Linked DNA regions of Mus musculus: all the other regions are linked to region 3. Evidence: chromatin contacts called from public promoter capture Hi-C data. All regions are on one chromosome and are shown on one strand. Each heading gives the region's core, a stretch centred on a gene start, on an enhancer-like site or on the middle of the called end of the contact. The rest is flanking DNA. Distances are from core to core; before and after follow the strand shown.

What was found. Promoter capture Hi-C pulls out the DNA fragments that hold promoters and counts their contacts.
Region 1: a contact with region 3 is called in a promoter capture Hi-C map of hippocampal neurons, with 4 times the contacts expected there. The contact joins the promoter of Svip here to the promoter of Prmt3 in region 3. A contact is called at or near these places in 5 of 39 promoter capture datasets (cranial neural crest, hippocampal neurons, liver and 2 more), 1 of 484 Hi-C or Micro-C datasets (muscle stem cells) and 1 of 115 datasets of contacts at active chromatin or transcription factors (astrocytes).
Region 2: a promoter capture Hi-C map of liver shows a contact between it and region 3, with 2.8 times the contacts expected there. The contact joins the promoter of Tmem86a here to the promoter of Prmt3 in region 3. A contact is called at or near these places in 2 of 39 promoter capture datasets (liver and pre-B cells) and 1 of 9 other capture datasets (liver).
Region 4: a promoter capture Hi-C map of liver shows a contact between it and region 3, with 3 times the contacts expected there. The contact joins the promoter of Hps5 here to the promoter of Prmt3 in region 3. A contact is called at or near these places in 2 of 39 promoter capture datasets (embryonic stem cells and liver) and 1 of 115 datasets of contacts at active chromatin or transcription factors (embryonic stem cells).

The regions. Positions count from the first base shown.
Region 1 is chr7:52,004,703-52,007,402 of GRCm38.p6, reverse strand. Svip (small VCP/p97-interacting protein) reads left to right here and starts at 1,385. Exons shown (of 4, transcript NM_001160345.1): 1 at 1,385-1,665. The coding sequence starts at 1,612.
Region 2 is chr7:47,049,283-47,051,982 of GRCm38.p6, reverse strand. It overlaps Tmem86a (transmembrane protein 86A), which reads right to left and starts at 1,343. Exons shown (of 3, transcript NM_026436.3): 1 at 1,182-1,343. The coding sequence starts at 1,202.
Region 3 is chr7:49,776,922-49,779,621 of GRCm38.p6, reverse strand. Prmt3 (protein arginine N-methyltransferase 3) reads right to left here and starts at 1,264. Exons shown (of 16, transcript NM_133740.2): 1 at 1,121-1,264; 2 at 909-1,041. The coding sequence starts at 1,145.
Region 4 is chr7:46,794,602-46,797,301 of GRCm38.p6, reverse strand. Hps5 (HPS5, biogenesis of lysosomal organelles complex 2 subunit 2) reads left to right here and starts at 1,421. Exons shown (of 23, transcript NM_001005247.2): 1 at 1,421-1,874. Gtf2h1 (general transcription factor II H, polypeptide 1) reads right to left here and starts at 1,208. Exons shown (of 15, transcript NM_008186.4): 1 at 1,014-1,208.

The DNA.
Region 1 (2,700 bases), core at 136-2,635, 2.2 Mb before region 3:
TGCATCTGCTGCCAGGAACTTGTGAGAATTTAAACACCCAGGCTTCTACAGAAATGGGGAACTCGAGAAGTCTATTTCTGAGTGTTTTATTTCAAAGATAAGGACACACTGGTCCTTGATAAGGTTCTGGGTTATAAAAGTGCTAAGAGGCCAGGAGAAGAACATCTTAAAAGGCAGAGGAATATTTAAAATTGAAAGATTTCTAATGTAAAAACTTTAAGAATAGGGAGGCAATCAGAAAGAAATCGGAGTTTGGTCAAGCTAAAGGAAAAAAGAAATCAGTAATCTTACACCTAAGATGACTTTCTGTTAATTGTGTTTTGTAATTATCAAAACATGACACTAACAAATGTGAAATTTCTTGAAAATGAAAAAAACTCAAAATTCCGAGTGGATAATTGGGGGTAAATTTTCACACGTTTATAAGAAATAGAAATATAGAAATATGAAATACATATGTACTATTTTGAAGCACAGCAACTTCAAATAATAGTTTCTGTGTGCTTATCAAAAGGAAATGGAAGGATTTGTCCACTTGAATGTAGTATGAGTGAGTGGCCATCCACGAAGTGACAAGAGATATAGAACCGGAGAGAAAGAAGGAAGAGGAAGGAAAGAGAAAACAATAGTCTTACTGTCATTAAAATCTGAGCCGCACTTCACTCAAGTTTTTCTGGGTGCACTTTTTCGTTGTCCCTAAGCGGAAAACGTGGATAGCAAGGAGCTACCTCTGAGACGGGATTATGTGGCAGTTTTCCCATCCTGCCATCTCAGAGACACAGTACTGACCTCACTAAAATACCAACAAGGTAGCAGACAGCACCCTTGAAATGCTGGTTTCTGAGTGTCAAGGGCCAGAATTCCTTCTTTCCCTAGCGCGGATTCAACAGGTGCCTACCCATGCCCAGTACGCTTGCGCAGAGCTCCTAGAATGGCCAGGGCTCCGCACAGCCGCAGAAAGTGCTTAATCAGCGGGGCAATGAGAGTGGAATTTTGAGTCTTGATGGGAGTGGGAGGGTGGGGTTGTGTGTGAAAACGGGGTGGGAGTGGGGCGTTTCATTTGGAGGAGCTGGCTGACAGCTAAAGGGTGGATCAGGTGTAGCACTACTGAAGGGGCGGGGCTTGCCGCAGATGGGTGGGGCGTTGCCATAGGGAGGCTTCAAGGTTCAAGAGAGAAACCCCTTGGTTGGGTTGCTGTTAAACCCTATTGGGTGGGATTTGTGGAGGAGGCGGGACTTGATGTTGGACCGGATGAAAGAGGATTGCCGCCGGGTCGGGCGAAGCAGGTTCGCCCTGGGGGCGGGGCTTGCCGCAGGCCTGGAGGGACAAGGCTTGTTGCTAGGGCGGGTAGGGTGGGGTCTGCCAAGGGCAGGACAGGGGTGGGGCTTGAAATTGGGCGGAGCTTGTGGTGGTGTTCGCGGGGGAGGGGGGGCGAGGAGGAGGGGGAGGGGCGCTTGCGCCTCAGATGGGGTGGGTCTTACTGCGGGGCAGGTCCTGGCGCGGGGCGGAGCTTTGCAGCAGGTCAGGTGGGGGCGGGGTTTGCTCCTGGGCGGGGCCTGCTGCAGCCCCCAGCGAGGATTCGGGTTCCCGGCCCTGGGTGCCTGCGTCCCCATGGGGCTGTGCTTCCCTTGTCCCGCGGAGTCCGCACCACCATCCCCGAGCCCGGTGAGTAGACGGCCTCCCCGTGCAAGTCTTGCACGCGGCGGCCGTTGCAGTGCAGTCGGAGGGAAGGTGCACCTGCTGGGCCTCCTGACCCTCCCCTAAGGACCCTCCTCGGATGGCATAGGTTGGAGCTGCTGTTTTCAGTGGCTGCTCCAGACATGTGTCTCTTCTCTTGTCTGTACCAGCTGTACCTAGAAGGTCCGGGACGCGCCGCTCCTCTCGCCATTTAGAGGATAATTAACCCGCGCCTTCCCTTTGCTCAGTTTTAACAGCCGGTTTGAAGCCCAGGTTTAAATCCCACATAAACAAGCAATACGTTTACGTGTAGATTCCTAGTAGTGCTGTGTTTGGGATAATTTTATGTGAAGACAGGCATTTTATTTTTTTTGATATTCGAATCCAAGCAGGCCTTATGCAGTAAGAGTATACTTACTTTAATATCCTTTACCCGTACTTGATAATATGACAATCTAACTTGGTCTCAACATCGGTTCTCAGGGTAGCCAAAGATTAGTTGAAGAAATGAGAGATTTAGGGAAGTATATTAATAATATCTTAGCCACTAGGTTATAGACACTAAAGTGACTGTTTAGTAGATGTGAGGAAGTTCAACTTGCCTTTATGACTGCTATTGTTTTAAAATGCTATTAATTTTGTTTAGCTCATGAGAAAAAATATTATTCTGCTAGCATTTGTTAAGGCATCTCTCCTCCCATTCTCTGCCCTTAGCCATAGGGCCCACCGGTGTATTTCACTTAACACCTACAATTTCTCTGACCACCTAAATAAACATGCTCTAGAAACCTCCCTCCTATTCCTTATCTACCATGGTTATTATATCTCTTCCTGGGTAATTACTCCCATCAGATGCATGTTTGTGTATTTGCTTACATTTGTTTCCACACACTAATCAAAACTCAAGCTTTGTATGCATGGATGTCTGCATTTCGTTGCTGTGTTCTTAGAAAAATTGGCAGCAATCATTGTGATGGACGAATGTGTGCACTTGGCGGAGAAGGAATGGCTAAAACTACATCC
Region 2 (2,700 bases), core at 94-2,593, 2.7 Mb after region 3:
AGTTGGCCAGCTGACTGGGTCTCAGCTGGATTAGGGGGAGGGCAGCTAAAGAAAGGTTTTACTCAAGGCCACTGCAGGCAGAGTCTGAGCAGGGGGAGGAGATTCTGCAGATGTTCTGTGGTCTCCCGAAGCTCCTTCCCCTGGCCTGCAAGTTCAGGGTTTCTGAGCATGAATTGGAGCAGTTGAGGTTCCCTATAGACCCATACTCCAACAAAAGTGCTCTGACTGTGTGTGAGCAAGCCACTCCACACAGGACTCTGAAGGGACAAGACACTTAGATCCCCTGGCAACCAGGTACCTGATGCAACTAGGAAAGGGTAGAGAAGAGACATATAGTGGGTCCAGAGTACAAGCCTGCTCTTGTTTTTCCAGAGGTTAGAGATGGGAGCAGAGTTGACACTCCCTTCCCATGGAAACTCCCTTATCAGGGATAGTCAGAGTGAGGGCAAGGCCAAAGGGAGGAAACGGGGGGGGGGGGGGGGGGGAGGGATGCCCAGCTCCACCTGTCAGCCTTCAGAAACATCACCTTTGCATGCCCAGCTCCACCTGTCAGCCTTCAGAAACATCACCTTTGCTCCCCCTCCCCCTACTCCCCAGACCCATATTTCCTAGAAGAAACTGGCAGTAAGTGGTGAAATCATGACAGTCAGAGAAGCCAGCCTTAGAAGTGTGAAGAGACAACTCAAAGGCTGGAGTTGAGAAAGTCTGGAAAGGAGGTCAGGTCAACAGAGAGAGGTCCACCTTCACCTATCGCCTGAACAGCGTTACTAAGACAGAGGCGTCACCTCCTGCACCTACAATATTAAGAGAAACTTGGGGCATTCCCAGGAAGTCGGCACCCCCCTGCACCCTCTCGAATGCTTCCCTGAGGGTCCACCACACAGAACCCTAGGGCCTGCAGCATCCAGTTCCAGGCCAAGACCTGCAGACCCGCTCCAGACACTCATGGATCAACAGTCACGCTTCCGAGTCACGTGCACAATGTTTTCCTCCCTCCCGCGGGCAGACGAGGGGCGCGCGTAGGAGGGACGCTACAAGAGTGAGGAGCTAAAAACCGTGACAGCAGCCGCTTCCCCGGAGGGGACAGCACCTTCCTCCGCCCCCCTCGGCGGCCCGGCTTGCCGCTGCCTCGTCCCAGGCCCGGGGGGCTTGGCCGCGGGCTCGCGCGCTCGCGCACTCACCACAGTGACCGGAGACACCATGGCGGCGGCGGCTGCGGCTGCGGCTGCTGGCACCCGCTCCGGGTTGCACCACCAGGACGCACCCAGAGCCAGGTGAGCAGACGACCGAACAAAGCTGGGGTGAAGCACAATACCTCCCGCGCGCTGGGCGCTCAGAGTACTGTCTGTGAACCCGACGACGTCACCACAGACCCAGCCAATGAACGGGCCGAAGCCTCGTATGGGCGGAGCCCTGCTGGCGGCGCCGGCCGGGCTCCCTCTGTTTCTGCGTTGAAAAGGAGATCCTCCCACCCCCGGGCGTGGGCGTGGCCTTCAGGCCACGCCTCTTAGGGAGGCGTGCCAGGGCATCCCGGAACGTGACGGCGACCCCCAAGGTTGGATAGCCAGCCTGGCTAAGAGACAGGCACACCACTGACCCGGAGCACAGCGAGATGCATCTTCTCTTAACACCGGAACAAAAAGCAAAGGCAGATTCTCGTCAACCTTTAAACATACCATCTAGGCGGATGCAATTCCTTTAAGACATGTCTTTGACAATGTCCCAATGTGTCCCAATGGACACAGAGGATCAACAGACACTCAACGTTCAGCATGGTAAGAGATATGTATCCAGGCACACAATATACTATATAGACTCGTAGTAGCATTAAGCACGCGTGGACACTTGTACACTAAACAAATAAAGCTACAGAAAGGGAGCTGTGGGTTGACCATCATCCTTCACCGTACCATGAAAGACACGATGAAAGCAAGCAGCAGCCTGTATGTGGACCCCATAACAGCAATGAGTAAACAAATTACAGGCACTAGGTTGCCTTGAACATACACCCCTCACAGCTGCAGCAACGGTGACCAAAAGACCCAAAGGCGTGTAAACTGGCTGCCAGAAAAACAATAAAATGGTTATAATACTAGTGGTTTGAAGCATGTTTAGAAGTATGTGTTCAGAATTTGGTGGATTGGCAAGGAGTCAAATGGACTGCAATGCGGCTGTGTTTGCCACTTCCATAGCCTTTGCCTCTGTAGCCTAGATTTCCTCAACTGTAAAATGCATGGGTGACCTCTAAGGCTCTGCTCAATCCAGACACGTTGTGTAGGATGAAGAAGGGGAAAGGTACCTGGTTTCGGGAAGTACAAGTCTATCTAGCAGGCTACATGGGGATGCAGGTTTCCAAATACATCCAAAAGGGTAGGAATGTGGTCTGTAATATACACAAAGCTTTCAGCGGTTGGAAAGGCAAAGAACGCTGGCCACTCCTGAGATGGGGATACAGGGCTGTATACTAGACCCCAACCTCGTGCTGGCCAGGGAGAGACACATACTGAACTCTCCAGTGAGCTCTTCCTGAGGTCATTCTCTTCATTTCCCCCTCCAGGCCTTCCCCAGCCATCCTGGTCCCTAAACTACCGACCTGACATCCCCTCAGAGAGGGACAGCCCTTTTCCTAGTGACAGTATTGACAACCGAAAATTCCAAATGTCATCCAAAAAAGGTGAGAGTCAAGGTTTGAGGGAGGGG
Region 3 (2,700 bases), core at 15-2,514:
GTATGCCTAGCACACAGGCAACTCTCAATGTCTGCCAAGACAGGTCATCTGGATCATCCTCGCAGCCTATCACAGGGCACTGCACCACAGATGCTCAATAAATACAATAAATACGAGTGTGCAGTCATTCTCCTCTCCAATGAGGCGCCACCTAGGACCACTAATATGCCACCAGTCAGCACCAGGAACCGACACAGGGGGCGGGACCCAGCAGCGCTAGTCAACATCAATCACCCCTTTTTCAGCCAAGTCACTTCCATCTAAGATGCAGGATTTTAAGTGAAAAGAAGGTGTGTCCTAGGAATATAAACAGCAGCTTCGTGACCTTGAACAAGTTGGTGGCTCTGCAGCCTCATTTTCCCCTAAGTACAAAGAGCATCAGTTCCTCCCTCAATCATGGAAGTGAGCTAGTTCTGTCTAAATGGCTCAGTTGAATGTTACATGAGAAGAGAACGTCCTATTATAGGATGGTAGAAATGGAAGCGCGCTTCCAGTCTATGCGCTTTCAAAGTCTGGTATCCAAGGAACAGAATGAAAAACACCCAGCCTTCATGGAATCCCTAATTTAGGACTAAGGTGTGAAGTTCAGATTTTTTCTGGGTGTGTTTTCGAGAGGGTCTAGCTTGGTGACTCAAGGCTGGCCTGGGATTCCTGACCATTCTCCTGCCTCAGCCTCCAGAGTGATGGTATGCCAGGCCTGACTTAGTATGGGGGGTGGGGGGGGGGAATTAGAGTGAGGGGTGGGGTTGACTGGGCTGCAGAGGCAAACCCAGAGCGCGGTCCCCGGCTCCGCCCCCCCCGGACCACGTGAGCAGCCCCTTGTCAATCAACCGTCCCGCGCGGGCCGGAGCCTCGGGCCCGCCACGTGCTCGCTGGCGCTGCGGCGCGCCTTCCACACCGGCACGAACCTGTCACAGAACAGGCAGGGTGTGTGCTGCCGGCCGTGCGCGGGCTCAGTGTCCGCGTCCTCGTCCTCCCAGCCCGCGTCGTCTCCGCTGTCCGACAGTTCCAGGGGCTCCGGCCCCAGCTCGGCGCCACGGCCTGCAGAGCACACACGGTCAGCACCGAGACCCGCGCCCGCCCACCCGCGCCCCGCCGCCCTACGCGAGGGGGCACCCACCGTTCCCCGCCGCTAGCGAACACATGGCCGCCGACCAAGCGCGCGGCCGCACAGCGCGGCACCGGAGCCGGGAACGAGCGGCGCGGGTGCGCGGGAGCCCCCAAAGCGATCCACACGCGGAGCGTGAACCGTCCGGAGAGCGCTTCCGGGTCACGTGGGCGTAGGGGGCGGGGCACCGCTCTCCGGCTTGGACGCTTGCGCAACCGAGGCGCCGGCGCTTACAAGGTTGAGCACCGACTTATCGCAGCGCCCTCTGGCGGCAGAGATGGCCAATGCAGGCCAGGCTCGGAGGCTCTGGGGAAGACAAGAAAGCCCCTTAAATTAACCTGTATGCTGATGTATGTGGGTGTGCACTCAAGCCCCACACCCCTACTAGGGGTTAAAGTGATAAAGTGAGAACCATGGGCTTTACAAACACCCTAAGTTTGAACTCTATTTCTGAATGCTTGAATTCTAAGCATGAGCAGGTAACCTGCCTTCTCTTGGCCTCAGTTTCCTGACTGGTAAAGCACTCTCATGACTGCAGTAACCTGATGGTTATGGTAAGACTTACACGTGTGTGAAAAGTTTAGGCATTAACTTGAGCCTATACAATGGAAACAGGTGGACTGTGTGATATGTGCCAACAAATGCTCTCTGCCCTGCCTGTGGGGTTAGGGAGGATACCAGGGTTCCCGAGTCTCAGGCTGCCTCCTTTCTAATATTCCTAGTATCTAACAGTGGAGTTCCCTTAGGCAGGTGGGAAGCAGTAATTCTGGGTAGGTAAAGCCTCCAGGCTGCAGATGAGGCTGGACTCTGCATGGGGCATGTTTGAGGACATGGCCAGCTAGGCCTGCATAGTATAGTGTCAGACAGCTCAGTTCAACTTCCCACCATGCACACCCTCGAGCCAGTGTACTGCTGATCACTGAAGCTCTTTGGTGGGCAGTTCCTCTTCCCCTCTGTTGTGTTTTATAAAAAGATAAAGGGAGAAGGGATATGTTTTGGTGGAGGTGTAGTCAGGTGGGGGGGGGGGGGGAGTGGTGCCTCTGCGGGCCCATGCTGAGGCACCTCTTCCCCCTGAGGGCATGGTATAGTAATAGTATAGAATAGAGTTTATTCAGGGCATGGGGAGGGGAGTTAAGAAGGTAATAGAGACAGAAAAAGGCAGAGAGAGAGAGAGAGAGAGAGAGTAGCGGATTAGAGGAGTAGAGGCCAGCCATGAGCACGTGGAGAGAGAGGGGGGAGGGAATGGGGAGAGAGGGGGGCAGGAGCCAGAAGGCAAGAGGACTCAGAGGGGACAAGCAGCCCCTTTTGTAGTGACTCAGGCATACCTAGCCAGGTAACAGGGGGGGGGGTGCTAACACCCTCCCCCAACAGGATTTTGCTCACATCATAATTTTTTAAAATATTTTTGAGAATATCACACAGTGTCTCTTGATCATATGCCTCCCACTCCTCCTCTTAATTCCTCTCAGATCCATCCACTCCCATGGCCCTACCCCTCACCTTTATATCCTTTTAAAAAACAATAACATGGATTCCAGTTTCTGGGGTCCATATACTCTGGGTTGGGGGACAACCACAGGAGTGTGGTCAAC
Region 4 (2,700 bases), core at 172-2,671, 3.0 Mb after region 3:
AAGCCAGTTTTCTGTACCCAGGCCTGCATGCTTACCAAGCAATTTACATTGGGCTCTACCTACAGTCCTGTTTTTTTTTTTTGCCAGTTCTGGAAATGAAACCCAGGATCTTACAGGTGCCTAGCAAGAACTCTTAGCTTTAAGCTGCATTCCTAACTCAGAAACCTGTTTTACCATATTTTAAACTGGTGTCTTTAAATGGACAACATCAAAAGACAGAAAGCCAAACCAACCAAACAAAAGCCAACAACGAAGAACAAAAACAAGCAAACAAAAATCCCAAATTAAACTGTGTATACGTTGAGGACACAACTTCCGGAGATCGGTTCTCCCTCCACCACGTGGGTCCCAGAGATGGAACTCAGGTTTGGCAGCAAGCACCTTTACCAGTTGAGCCATTTCACTGTAGCCCTGGGCATACGTTTTAACATCTTTTCCCCACCCTTGTTTTGCAGATGGTAAAATAGACATGTGAGGTCAACTTCACATGAATTTAGTTTCTAAGAACACTGGAGAATTTATAAAAATAATCACATACTTCCATGTATTGATGGTTCACTTTACACTACATGACTGTCAAACTGGTCATAGCTAGAACTGGGTGCGTGGCTCAAGTTTTAATAACAGTTTGAAGAGCAGGATGACAGGTGGAAGCAAGAAGGCACGAGGACACCAAGGTTAGAGGACTTCTTTAACAGGAAAAGAAAGCCTCTCCCGGGCAGGCTCCCTAACGGGAAGGGCCTCGGTGTCTCGGAGAAGCCTCACTTCCTTCGTTCTCAGGTGAGTCTGATCCTTCCAGTCCCTCCCAGCGGAAGAACCTAATGCCTTCGGGCAGTAGATTAAGGGTCAGGGCACCTCCTTCCCATTCCGGGAGAAGAAAGGCAAACCACACAGCCAGCCTGTAGTGTCGTGGAGACGACTACAGCGAAGGGCTCGATCCGCCTGGCCCCGCGCCCCCGGGGCCTGTCAGACCCTCCACGCCCGCCCAACCCCATTCTTCGGTCTCAACTTACCAGGTGGGAGCTACGGTCTCTGGTCTGGGGCGCGGGAAGCGCGTCCCGTCGGATCTGCCTCCGCCGCGCTTCTCACAGCCGCTGCACGGAGGAGGCTGAACCCCTGCGGCCGCAGCCGTCGCCACCGCCTCTGTTGCCGGGGGGTCTCGCCTCCATCGCTGGCTGCGAGGGCGCTGAGGGCACGTGACCGGAAACGCCGGGGCGGGCCTCCGGAGCACGTGACCACCACCGCGGCCGCCATGACACCTTCCGCTAGCTCCCGCCCTCCCCCACCGATTCCCGCCTGTTTCGCTTCTCCTCCTCCGGTCTCGAGCGGCGGAGAGTTTCGGGGATTCGGCTTGGCTCGCCTTTCTCCCTAGAGAGCATCCGGTCCGGCTCCGTGGTGCGTCGTCGGCCCGAGGCGGCTCCCAGACTGCAGGCCGCAGGGAGCGGAATCGCGACCCGCGGCTGGAGGGGGAGGGAGCACGCGCGGGGAGGGGCGTGATCGTCACGTGACGAGGAAGTGCCGTTAACAGCGCTTTCCTCCGGTCCCTGGCGCCCCTGGATGACGTTGCCAGGGAGGGGGCGGGGTGACAGGGTGTGTGAGGTTCAGGTTCCGCTGTCAAGGGGTGTTGAGTGTCTGTGGAGCCTGCTCGGTGAAAGCGATCGCTGGTCTCTGGGGGGGGCGGAACTCGGCCCGCTAGTCAGCCTGAGGTTCTGTGAACCTGGCTTGGAAAACCTGCTTCCTGGACTTCTCCAGAGTGACAGCTGCGGTTTAAAGTCATAAAAGTTAGCTGTGATTGACGGGAGCTCCTTGTGGTCAGGGACTTGGTCTGCTGCGCATCCTTCATCTCCAGCAGCGCCTCCAGGGCCTAGAACACGGTAGGCACTTAGAACGTTGAATGAATGAATGCATGCAAGCATGAGCGAGTCGTTAAGTTTTCTGAGGTAGAGTTTCCTGATCATTATTGGATAAGGAAGTTCCTATTGTGGAAATAAAGTCTATTAACTCCCCTTTGCATAATTTCTTCAATCGTTGTTACTTTGCGTCTTTCGAGCCTTTCCTTCCACGCACCTTGTGGGATTAGATACACCATGGTTTGCTTTGGCTTTGTGAGCAGCAATCACTGTCTACCACTCTTGAATTATAAAAATAATCTTGGGAAGTGAGAAAGATGTTTCGATCTCACATAAATTCTACTTTCATTTATTATTGGGGGAGAAGGTGGCATGGCACCGCAGTTTTTTTGTTTGTTTGTTTTGTTTCTGTTTTTTTTGTTTGTTTGTTTTGTTTCTGTTTTTTTGTTTTGTTTTGTTTTGTTTTCTCGAGACAGGGTTTCTCTGTGTAGCCCCGGCTGTCCTGGGACTCACTCTATATACTTGACTGGCCTGGAACTCAGAAATCTGCCTGTCTCTGCCTCCCAAGTGCTGGAATTAAAGGTGTGCTCCACCACTGCCCGGTTGACACCTCAGCTTTTTGTAATTGGTTCTCTCCTATCTTTCTGTGAGTTCTTGGGCCCCTGGGATCACCAAGCATAGCAATAAACCATTTCTTGGGCCCTCCTCTTCCTCCTCCACGTTTGCCTTTATCATTATTATTATTATTATTATTTTTAGCATTGTGACCCTTGGGAAAGCCAACCTTTTAAAAAGATGGTAGATGTTCACTGATTTGCCATCTTCTAAGAAGCTAGCATTTTAAAGTTTT